Linked DNA regions of Drosophila melanogaster: regions 1 and 2 are each linked to region 3. Evidence: chromatin contacts called from public Hi-C data. All regions are on one chromosome and are shown on one strand. The core of a region is the stretch at or near the end of the contact, and the rest is flanking DNA. Distances in the headings are between cores, read along the strand shown.

The links. Hi-C and Micro-C count contacts between places; a contact is called where the count stands out from the background.
Region 1: a contact with region 3 is called in a Hi-C map of the Kc167 cell line, with 2.4 times the contacts expected there. A contact is called at or near these places in 25 of 107 Hi-C or Micro-C datasets (the Clone 8 cell line, the D17-c3 cell line, the Kc167 cell line and 14 more) and 2 of 7 datasets of targeted methods (both in the Kc167 cell line).
Region 2: a Hi-C map of the Kc167 cell line shows a contact between it and region 3, with 2.1 times the contacts expected there. A contact is called at or near these places in 11 of 107 Hi-C or Micro-C datasets (the D17-c3 cell line, the Kc167 cell line, the OSC cell line and 4 more) and 1 of 7 datasets of targeted methods (the Kc167 cell line).

Annotation. Positions count from the first base shown.
Region 1 is chr3L:12,335,260-12,338,955 of dm6, reverse strand. It overlaps lncRNA:CR45444 (long non-coding RNA:CR45444), which reads right to left and starts at 1,604. Exons shown (of 1, transcript NR_124903.1): 1 at 1,257-1,604. It overlaps CG10418, which reads right to left and starts at 2,280. Exons shown (of 3, transcript NM_140313.3): 1 at 2,239-2,280; 2 at 2,110-2,177; 3 at 1,720-2,046. The coding sequence starts at 2,241. The coding sequence ends at 1,830. It overlaps Lmx1a (LIM homeobox transcription factor 1 alpha), which reads right to left. Exons shown (of 3, transcript NM_168497.2): 3 at 3,055-3,696. The coding sequence ends at 3,537.
Region 2 is chr3L:12,275,861-12,279,647 of dm6, reverse strand. INPP5E (Inositol polyphosphate 5-phosphatase E) reads right to left here and starts at 1,993. Exons shown (of 5, transcript NM_140309.2): 1 at 1,912-1,993; 2 at 1,365-1,422; 3 at 1-1,294. The coding sequence starts at 988. It overlaps Sms (Spermine synthase), which reads left to right and starts at 2,397. Exons shown (of 4, transcript NM_168496.2): 1 at 2,397-2,758. The coding sequence starts at 2,474.
Region 3 is chr3L:12,469,355-12,473,012 of dm6, reverse strand. It overlaps CG10616, which reads right to left and starts at 1,285. Exons shown (of 5, transcript NM_001300119.1): 1 at 1,084-1,285; 2 at 817-991; 3 at 376-466; 4 at 181-306. The coding sequence starts at 1,176. It overlaps CG32102, which reads left to right and starts at 3,229. Exons shown (of 2, transcript NM_168500.2): 1 at 3,229-3,252; 2 at 3,422-3,658. The coding sequence starts at 3,590.

The sequences.
Region 1 (3,696 bases), core at 355-2,854, 130 kb after region 3:
CGCTCTTCCAAAGGAATCCATAATTTACGGCCATCTGGAAATGTCAATGGAAACGCCGAATTCCACCGAACACCACTATTCAATTTGGCCAAAAAGCCCCCGGAGATGTACGGATGATTCTGGAAATTCCGCAGGATTAACCACGCACACACATGTGTGTACATGTGTCATTAGAGGAATCCAGTGCATGCTGCGTATCCCTCGGAACGGCTTAGCTTCCATCCCGTTTGCATATTCATGTGCGCACTTTGGTGCGTACTTATGTATAAATAATCTGTGTCAAATTTGTATAGTTTATTTTTTAATAAAACCCGAATGATCCCAGCGTAACTTTACGAGCTAACTTTTACGCGCCACGCACAGCTCAACACGTTGATGAACTAGGACGTACTGCAGCATGTGCCCCATAAATCCCCCAGAGCTCACATCCACCCGCCGGAGCACGGGTATATTACAAAATTTTTATGTGCGCCACAGGCTGAGGTCGCCCTCCCCACTCCACCATAGCGATAGGCCAGAAACGAGGACACTTTTCCCTTTGCCAGTGCCACCCATTCCGAAAATAGAAAGTCCGATGCGGAGAAAAACTTTCTGGCCCAAAATGCAAAACAATCTTTGCGAGCCGGAGTCGGACGAACAATGCGATGCGTCTCGAAATCTCAATTTAGAAGCTGCGCCGGAAACAGGAACCCAATTACCACAAATAATGAAAGATGGACTCCGCTGGGCTGGACTTAACTTCCCCCTTCAATTATGCGCAGTCAGACGAGCTACGAGTCCTTAGCACTGACCAAAAAATTCTGACTATAACCATTCAAAAATGTAATAAAAAAGGGAGGATAATTTCAGCGATAAACTTCCGGTTTCTGGTACCATTTAAATTCAATTAAGTGGAATATTACAAGGTAAAGATTCTGATGTCAAGCTATTTTTTTTTAATAATGACATCAAGCTTAAAAAGGAATATATGTTGCTAAGCGAACTAGCTTAGGATGGCAATAATTTGTTTATAAAAATTCTATTTACAATCAAATTTGGTAACATTATATTCGAAGTAGCTATGTTTTTTTTCTGCCTGTAGCCCTTCAACTTTTAATGGATCGATATTTCGTGATGTTCCGCTGACCAACTGCCAAAGTTTAGAACGCGATTCCCTGGCCATTCCGAAATGTAAATGCCGAGCGAAAAGTGTTCCACGAATGCGTATTTTATTTTAAGTACGAATTCCAGCAAACAAAGCCATTCGATGGCGGCTGGCGAAGAGGCACTTAAGGAGCGGGTCGAGGTCCAGAAAATTAAAAGCATTCCGCCAGGCTCCTCCATTTTATTGCGGATAAAAGGTTGAATTCGAGGGCCGGGCCATAATAGCAATCACAATCGTAAAACGGGCTGCAAGTACATACGAGTATAGTCGTGTGATATAGCAACCCATTGTGGAAACCTTGTATGAATGAGTCCGTGTATCCGGTGATGTGTAGACAAGGCATCCAGACATTCAGACAGCCAGTACATCGTCACAGCAATTATACAAATTTATGGACCATTATCAACATGACACAAAATTTGGCCCACAAGCCACACTTGGCTCTACTGGCTCCATTCAAGCGTGGAGCGATAAAAGCTGGGACATTTGCGCAAGCGTAGGGAGCAGCACCCACGGTAACCTCGAGACTGACTCATCGAAAACTGATGGGCCGTAAATAACGTACATAGCGACTTAATACGGGGATTCCTCTTATTGGTTTTGCTTTAACAGAATTTCACTTAGGTTTTTAGGACAGTTTACGAAGCAATGGGTAGATCCAATTGGGCTGCTGGTAGTGGTATTCTTATCTTGTGCTCACAACAGCCTCCTTTCGCGCCGCATCCTGGAGCAGCTGGGTGTCCACCTCGTCGCCCGGCAGCTGCACGTATCGCACCACGGAGCCACGGATGAAGCAGTTCTTGACGCTCAGCATGTGGGGGTACTTGTCCGGATCTGTGACACTGATATCCGTCAGCTTGATGTTCAGGTACTGATCCACCGAGTGCAGGGTGCCACATATGCTGTTTAATTATAAAGAAAGTATTAAAAATTCCTCAATTTACCGGCAAATAAACGAATCTCACCTGAGGTCGTTTTTCAACTCCACAACGACTTCCTTGCCCACCAGCGACTTGAAGAAGGAGTAAAAGAGCTGCAGATTACATAAAGCGTTAATGTTAATTCTTAAATTCACAGTTATTTCGGTTTTGTACCATTGTTATTGTTTATTGCAATTTCGACGAACGCGTTGTTTTTTTTTAGAGATGTGCACTGTAAAAATAAAAAACTATCGATCGCTGTTTTAAAAAATACATATCGATACATTTCATGTGTGATTGTGAGTAACGATATTCTATTAACATTTGGCTTATAAATATTACTTTCATAAAATTTGATCAAAAATTAATGTATATTAAATCTTTAAACTGTGTGGCTTAAAAGGAATTAAGCAGTAGCTGAGCTGCCATCTGTTAATTATTTCTATCCATGTGGCAACGCTTTGTCGTCGCTATTGGTCGAGTTTCATAAAAGCCAGCTTTGTACGGGCAGCATTTTGGCGGGCAAAAAAATATGGTTTTTAAATAATATATTTCGGTCAATTTATGAAGCTTTACTAAGGCATTCATAGTATTCACAAAAAAAAGGTGTATATATTCGCAGTCGAGTAAATACAGTAAACGCAATAAGTTTTCTTTTTAGTTATTGTGCTCTTTATTTATTATCAAGCATCAACGCATCTTAAATGGATTTTTCGATAATACGGCAAATAAAAAATTTAAAATAAATTAGGCTGTGTAAATAAATACGAAATAAATAAATAAATATTCTTACAATTATATAAAAAAAAAATTAATTTTTTAAAATAAGAGACGATATTACCGATAAAAGACGAAGGATAAAAAATAAGAAATAAAGGAAAATCATGCGAAATAAAAATATTAACAATCGCAAGTCAATCCCAACCCATTTAAAATATTGAACGCATCCGTTAATTCGAAGATAAGATCCACAGACATTTGCAAGAATTCGGTTAAGATGTATATTTTAGGGGAACAGATTAAATTGCACTTGCTAATACAATTATTGACTTTTAAATTACATTTAATAACAATTTTCTCGGGTGGTTAAAACTATTTACAAACATAAGAGGGCGCATTGACCACTTTGCCATTTCTCAAGGAGTTATACATTTTTTTTTTTGGTTTGCCTCTAGAGTCTATACCAACAAAAAGATGTGCTGCCCGCCCCGTTTTTCTGCGCCTTCAAATCGCCAAGAATCTTAAAATTTCAATTAGCTTAAAAAAATCACATTTGATGTATCTTGTATCCGGTTCTACGACTCCAACTTAATGCGCCGAATGCGGAAGGTGCCAACTACGCGCTACGTTTTAAAGTAACAGCAAGGACCTCGCGTCCCTTTTCCATCGGATCCTGCCACTCTAACGCTAATAAATTCGTCTCTATCCCACGATCGCCTCGGTGCTTCCCTGTCATTCCAGCCAATGGCCATCTAATGCTCCGAGCTGAAGTACGAGTTCTGCATGAGATACAGCTTGTCGATGGGGTTTATCAGGCTGTTGTTCAGGTTGGCCAGCATGTCGTGGGGATTCGAGTGGGAGTGCGAGTGCTGGTTGCCCGACGAGCTGGTGGACTGCAGCTCCAGGTTGTTC
Region 2 (3,787 bases), core at 744-3,243, 190 kb after region 3:
TCTCGTGCGACATAAACCTCACGCCTGGCTGCTCCTCTATGTGTTCTATTCCATCTGGCTGAGTGGCTATATTCGGCGAGGACATGTGCTGTGGTGTGGTGGCTCTTTTAATGTCACCAGGTTCTGTGGCTGCCTGAAGAGGGGGTAACTCTTGTCCAGGTGGATAGAGCTTTAAACGCAGTCGGGATCGGCAGGCTGATACTGCCATGGGTCGAATGGGCGAGCGATTTTGAAGGCTTTCGCTCCGTGCCACCGAAGCGCTGGCCGCAGCAGGGCTGCAGTGGGCAAAGAAGGTTTTGCTGGCCACCGGTGATTCTGGCGCACTGGCACACTCACTGGACGGACGCGGTCGGTGTGAGGATCCTTCGCTGGAGTGCAGCGAGCCCGAGTTGTTGTCCACCATGCTCCAACTTAGCGAGAGGTTATCGCGCCGCAGAACACTGTTGCTATCCGGTATGGAGTTATAACGCACGGTCACCGGCGGTGTCATCGGTTTCTTTTCCGCCTTGCAGCACAGACTGAACTGGTGACTAAATCTATTGTGATTGGGTGAGCGATGCTTGGGCGACTTGCGCCGCATCACCACGTCGGCTCCTCCATCGCTTTGGGAACCAGCATCCGTACTGTGCCGGTGCGAGTGATTCTTTCCTTTCGAGGAACTTGGCTTTGCACGCCTGTGGAAGCTGATCAGCCCGCTGTGCGACTTCTCCAGCGGCAGCGTTTGGCTTTTGAGGGTGCTCCCATTGTTATTGACATGGTTTGCAGACGTATCTGCATTGCACTTGGCGAAACTGACATCGTATTGGCCACAGGCGGACACGGGTCTCTGTTGTAATCTTGGCGATTCGGGTGTCACGGGATGTGGCTCCACCTTACTAGGTCGCTTGCTCAGCAAACCGAACAGGGAGCTCGCGGTCTTGTGACCGGATCTGGGACTGCTGGTGGAACTGGTTATCCGTTCCTCACTTCCCGCGCTGCTGTGCTGCATGTTGGCTTTAGTCCGAACGAAATGATTCTATCATCTAAGGTGAAGGTGCTAAGTGGTTATCATGCCCCCCTTTTGTCAAGTTAATTCGCTCTATCTGCCGGATCTCTCGAACCGAGCTCATTGTGCGATGGCCTCTGGCTGCCGGCCATATAAATAGTAAAGCCAGACGTCATCGAGCGAGCACAATGCAAATGCGACTTTGGTCCGGCGTTCTGGCTGGTCGCAATGCAAATTATTTTGGGCTCGGCGATGACGTACACGAAATCAGGCTAATTGGGCTGACTGGCGGCGATTGCGTGTGCTGTTCTGTAAGATTTTAATGAAGGTAAACATTTAGGCGGGTTGGTAATACCAAGGGTATAATACACTTACTAACCTGCAAGCAACTAAATAAAAAAAACACATATGTGGGCAGATCCTTTGGGGCGAGAGAGCTGAAAGGATTCAGAAAATCAATATGCTGGGTAATAACTGTGGCGACACCGTCGCGATATATAAAATGGGGAGGATTGTGGGCGATTTGGGGGGTGGTTGGTCGCGGAAGGGTGGTCTTTGGCGACGACGTAACAACATTGGCATGCTGCGGCGCCCACGCATCCAAGCACTGAGCACTCAGCATCTGAACGTCTGAACACAAGCACAATATCCGTCGTCTGCTGGCTGATTCGATTCTCTGGGATCGAGAGATTTATAATTAGCAGACCATTGTTCCCGTCAGCGCAGCCTTGTTGTTCTTGTGTTGTTGGCCTACGTCTAGCATAAAAGCAGCAACAATAGCACATAGCACACATGCGATATTCAAGTTCAGGTTCAGGTGCGCATTGATTTCGCTCTTGGTGTGCTTTTCATGTTCCGCACTGGTACGCACTACCCTTCCACGCTGCTGTCACCTATGCGATTTATGTAATTTTTGTATGATTTACCGCGTTCCAATGTTGTTTACACCCAAAAACTCCGAGCAAGTGCGGAACTTGTCGTGGGAACTGCGATTTAGGGGTGGCAAAAGTGGGCAGCCAACTGCCGATAAGTGGGAGCACGTATCGATAGGTGCGGGCGGGGGTGTTTCAGTGGCTGGGTTGTGACACGATAGATTTAAAGAAATATTTCTTAAATATTAATTAAGATTTGTATTTAATTGTGTTTCCAGCAAAACGTACCAATGTAATATTTATTAGGTAAACATACATAACAAAGCGCTATATATTCAATACAAAATTGTGGGCCAAGTACCCTTCAAAAATTTATTAAGAGGAATTTATAACATTATTATTAAATGTACTTTATTATTTTTTACAATTATTTAATAAACCGTTTCTTATATTAAAAAAAATAATAAGGTTTAATTAACTGTATTATACAGCCACACTAGAAGTGCAATCGAAATCGACTTGCTATCGGTGCTCGTAAGGCGCATCACTAGTATTTCGTTTCGGTCGGTACGCGGTTCAGCGTTTTTGTTCAACGGATTAGCGCAAGTTAAGCACGATGGCGGCCCAGACGATACTGTTTGATTTCACGCTGGACAAGGACAAGACGGCGGATGAGGAGGCGCGCCTCCAGGTGGCCAAAATCCTGCGTAACGAGCTGGAGCAGCTGTTCCCCCAGCTGGAGCTGGCCTACTCGATGGAGTCGCCGGAAAACGGCTACTTTGCGGTGCTGCACGAGAACAAGGACACGGTGATTACCTGCCGCATCTTCCAGCACGGCCTGCTGACGCTCAACGTGGAGTACTTCCTGCCCGATGGCAAGGAGCCGAGCATATCCTTCGACGTACGTATTCAGTGCAATTTAGATTCCTTTAAAAAACTCAAAAAACAAGCAAGCAAACACCCGACAGCAGCACCACCACCCACATCTTTCTTACCCTCCCAGTTTCCGTGTCTCGGCTGATTAGTTGGGGAAAGGGTTTTCCACCCACCGGGTAAAATTGATTTTCCGCGCACTTGTACCCGAGTGTTGTTGCTTCATCATACATACATGTGGGGGTGTGTGCATGGCAAGTGGGCAACCATGTGGGTGGGTTGATTGGTTGTGTGTGTGAGTGTGTTCCTGACCACTCGGCGAGCTCAAATGGCCGGCACTTGGTCAGGGTCAGTTCGTCCGTCCTTGGCCTCAAGTGATGGCTGCCCCCATCCCAGCACTTTCACCAGTTTCTATTATCTAACACCTCTGAAGCACACATCACATACATAGCGATTTCAGCTGGGCTTTGCTAGGTTAACTTGTCGTTCCGGTCCCGTTTCTATGCTTTTCACATTTGGCCGGAGCACGTGGGTTGGGTTCGACTCGCGATCTATTGATTGGCGCCCCTTTGGGGCATGGTACCCATACTAATAAGAAGAAAAACACCCGGAATATGCGGCCCTTATTACAGAAACCAGATTTCAGGTTACACCCTTAGGCACGCATTATTTCATTTGATACTTAAACTTTCTTATACCAGTTTACTCTACTTACGCATGCACATATAAACAAACCTAAGTCAACAAAATGACTGTTGATACCACAAATCTGAGGGTTTTCAAAATGACAACCAGTATTTGTTTGTAAAACAACAAAGAATATAAAATTTGATAGAATATTTCAATTTCTTCCATCATTTGTTTAAGTACATCTAAAATGCTAGAGAAAATGTCCCATGTACATATGCCTACAGCTACGGTAAGCTAAATAGCATCAAAAAAATTAAATTATGTCAAAAAGTCTAAAATTGTTTTGTTCTATAACTATAGCTTTAACAAAATCCCAAGTAAAATTTTTATAAAATTATATTTTTATACAATGATGGAGTTAGTTAGG
Region 3 (3,658 bases), core at 36-2,535:
TAAGTTATGAAAGTACATAGTTCTCAACTTTTTAGTTACCATATGATGCATTTTATGTTTGCCGTAAAATACGTTTTTTTGCAATGTCTAGTTATAAATTGTAAGCGATTCGTTTGGTGAAAGAAAGAATACACATTGAGACCCGTATCTGTGATCAGGGATTACGTTTCCGATACTCACTTGCCATAGCTGTAGTTCTTGCAGAGCACTTTCTTGTCGGCCAGCGAATACGAGAGGAATACGAAATCAGTCTGTGCAATGTCGGTGGTGTAGACGCCAAACGAGCTGTTGCTTTTCAGGAGCAAACTGGAAAAGTAAGAAAAGAGGTCATTTCAAATGGAGACTCATATCATACTCATATAGTTAGTGACTTACTCGTAAATATCTGAAAACAGCTTTTTGGCATTCTTAAATTCGGCGCTCTGTTCGTTTACTACATCGGATCTTACTGAAGACACAAAGATTCCTGCAAAGATAAATAATTCATTAATAATTAATTCTAGATGGTAAGTCCTAAAGCTTCGCTTACTTTCATCTTAGTTAAGTACCTAAGTTTACATTACTGGTTTCACTACCCATTACTGATAGCTTAAAGATTTATCTATGACGAAAGATCAAAAGTTTCGAATTGACAGATTAAACAGTCAAATTGGGTGGGTTAGCCCATATACAAAACATACAAAAAAAAAGGGTTTGGCTAAATTTCGAATCCACGGGAGGAATACAAGGTCCCCATAAATAATATGCCTTAGCATTATGACTATGATTATTTCTGGGTAGGGCAGATAAAACTGCAGGGGCAGCACGCAAACCCACCGATGACGTCAAAAGATCCGGGACACATTTTGCTGGCGCTCAGCCACTGGGAGGCCAATGCCTGTGAGTTGATGTCCGAGATGGTGAGCCGGACCTCCGACAGGTCCTCCAGATCCGCATCCTCCTCGTTGTTCCTGGCCAGGTGGACCACCACGCTCTTGGTGAGATCCGCTTGCTATTTCAACCGAAGCGGATGAAACCAGGAGAAAGTGGAGATTCAGTTGAGCGGGGGAACCAAACAAAATCTACGTGGCGGATGGCACTTACATGGCCCACGATTATCCCGTACGAGAACTGGTTCTCCTGTGCGCATTTCTCCAGGTACAGCTCGTCGTGTTTGCTCAACAGCACTGTGCGCATCGTGGCTCTGGGGTTTCTGTTTACTTCGTAAATTTAATGTTAACTATATTCGTTCCGAAATGACAAATTTTTAGAGCTGGGTACACCCCCCACGATAGTAGCTGTAATCGAATACTTGCTATCGAGGCTAAATTTCGATAGTGAGCGATAGTGCTAAGCTATTCAAATTTGAATTCAATTGCTATTTATTTTCGGATTTTAAAAATAACGCCACAATCAAGTCCATTGACCTTAATTAAATGGTGTTTGGGAATTTATTTATTTTGAATGTGCCGACTATCGATACGCACCAGCTCTATGAATTGGTGTGACCGAAGGTTATATTTTAAAAGTATGGATTATGAGGTAAATTCTTATCGATATTTAACGAAGTTTATTTAAAAAAGCTTGCCATCTCTAGAAAACTGTTAAATTTAAAAATATATTCGAAATTTTAAAAAGTGTAATTAATAAAACAACATTACCCTTTTTTTTTACTAAGAATAACTACTAAATTTTACATGTTTGTCCAAGATTTATTTAAAAAGTGTTTCAAATACCATGTGCAACATCTAGATAATATAATATATATGTTTAACAGCTCCTGGCGAGGCATTTAAAAAAAAAAATAACATTCAATAACTGTATACGTATAAATACGTAAATATACCTTATTTAAATAACTCCCTGAATGTTTATACAAATTTTATGAGAATAGGCACACTTTACTTTTATCAATTAGAACATGATTGAATAGATTTATTTATTAATTTTAAGAAATTGACAAGCAGTAATTTAAAGAAGACTCTTTGATATAGGGTTGTTTATTATTGAAATGTAATTGCAGTTTACTTTTGATTTTTCTTTACGAATCGATAAAGTCCTTGAGTGTTTATTTTCCTAATCTTTAGACACTCGACTTAGGATATTAAGACTTAATTTACCTCCGCGACTGCAAAGCGATGAAAGTATGTATGTATGTACCCCCGTGGCAGGTTCTTCAATTAAGGCCCCCGGCTCCAGCAGCAACATAATCTCCATCTCCATCTCCCAATTCCGCTGCACTGCATCAGCTGCCGTGGGGCGATTACGCACGACGTCTGGCCGAAGAGCGGACCCCATGAGTACGGATCCGTGCCACCCAAATGGTCAAGTGGCCGGTGGACTATGGCGCGAACGGACGCGATCGGTAATCGAATTAGGTAAACAAACACTCCATAAGGCGGGCGTACGTTGATAATGTGTGCATAAGCAAATAGGAGACCGTATTGGGATTGGAATTGGGATTGGGATTGGGGCTGGAACTCTGCGCTGGACGGATGGATTGGATGGACTGCGATGGATGGGGAGATCTCGAGGAGCGGGTTGCGATTGCGGCGGCGATGACGGGCGAAAAAAAACTAAATGAAATTTCATTTAGGTGGTCGCCAACGGCTGCGGACCATCTGCTTGTGTGAATGCTTGATTGTTGAAGTGCCACTTGATGGGGCGAGGGCGCACGCTACTCGCGGGGATTACACTGGCCAAAATTGGGATCAAATGGTTACGAAATATGTATATACCATATATAACACTATTCCATAGAGACCATTGATTCAACTCTTTAAATATTGCTATAGATCTTGAGTAAACTAGTAAAAAAAAATCGTAAAAAATATTTTTAAAAATTTCAGACTTTAATTAAGAACTCTTACTGTCAAGTTAAGACAAAAAAATGTTGTAAGAAGATAATTCTGTTACTTTAAATTATCCCAGAAAACAATGGAATGAAAAATATCTCAGTGCTGAAAGGTTTCTTTGGTTGCTGAGCAATATGGGTCACCGGTTTACGCAATTTCTTACCGTGCAGCGATCGGTATCCAGATATTATTTACTTAGTAAATTATTCCTGTTCGATTGTTTGCGTTTGCTCTGGATCTCTGGCATGAGGGCACTCGAACGTCATCGTCAGCAGCGTTTCATTCATGATTCGCCTTTCACAAATCGAAGAAACATATATGCACGAGTGTTCGGTGCATTGTGCACTTTGCATTCGAACAGACAAATAAATACAAAGGCAGTTCTGATCAGCTTAGTGAGACATCTCATTATCGCCAGGTGATTCTGCTGAACCATATCGTTTCGCATCCAGATTTCTGCACTCGCTCCTCTTTCCACCCGATCCCATCCCATCCCAACTGATCTCATCCCATCTCATTCCATTGGGGAATCATTTCAGGTAATTGCTTTTTAACTCGACTCTCAGCTTTCAGCTTTCATCTTTCAGCTTCCAATTCGAATCCTGCATCGCCGGGAGCCACTCAATCCGTGGGCTTTGATGCAATTTGGCTTCTGTGCAGGCCACTCTGCCACTTGGTGTAGCCCGTTTCTGCCCCGTTCTGTTCTGAGAGTTGCGAGCTGCGAGCTGTGATCTGTGTGGCTCCCCGATCACGCCATGTGTAGTTTAGTTGCAGTTTCGATTCACATCGGATTGCCTTGCCCAGGCAGCACATCAATCATCCAT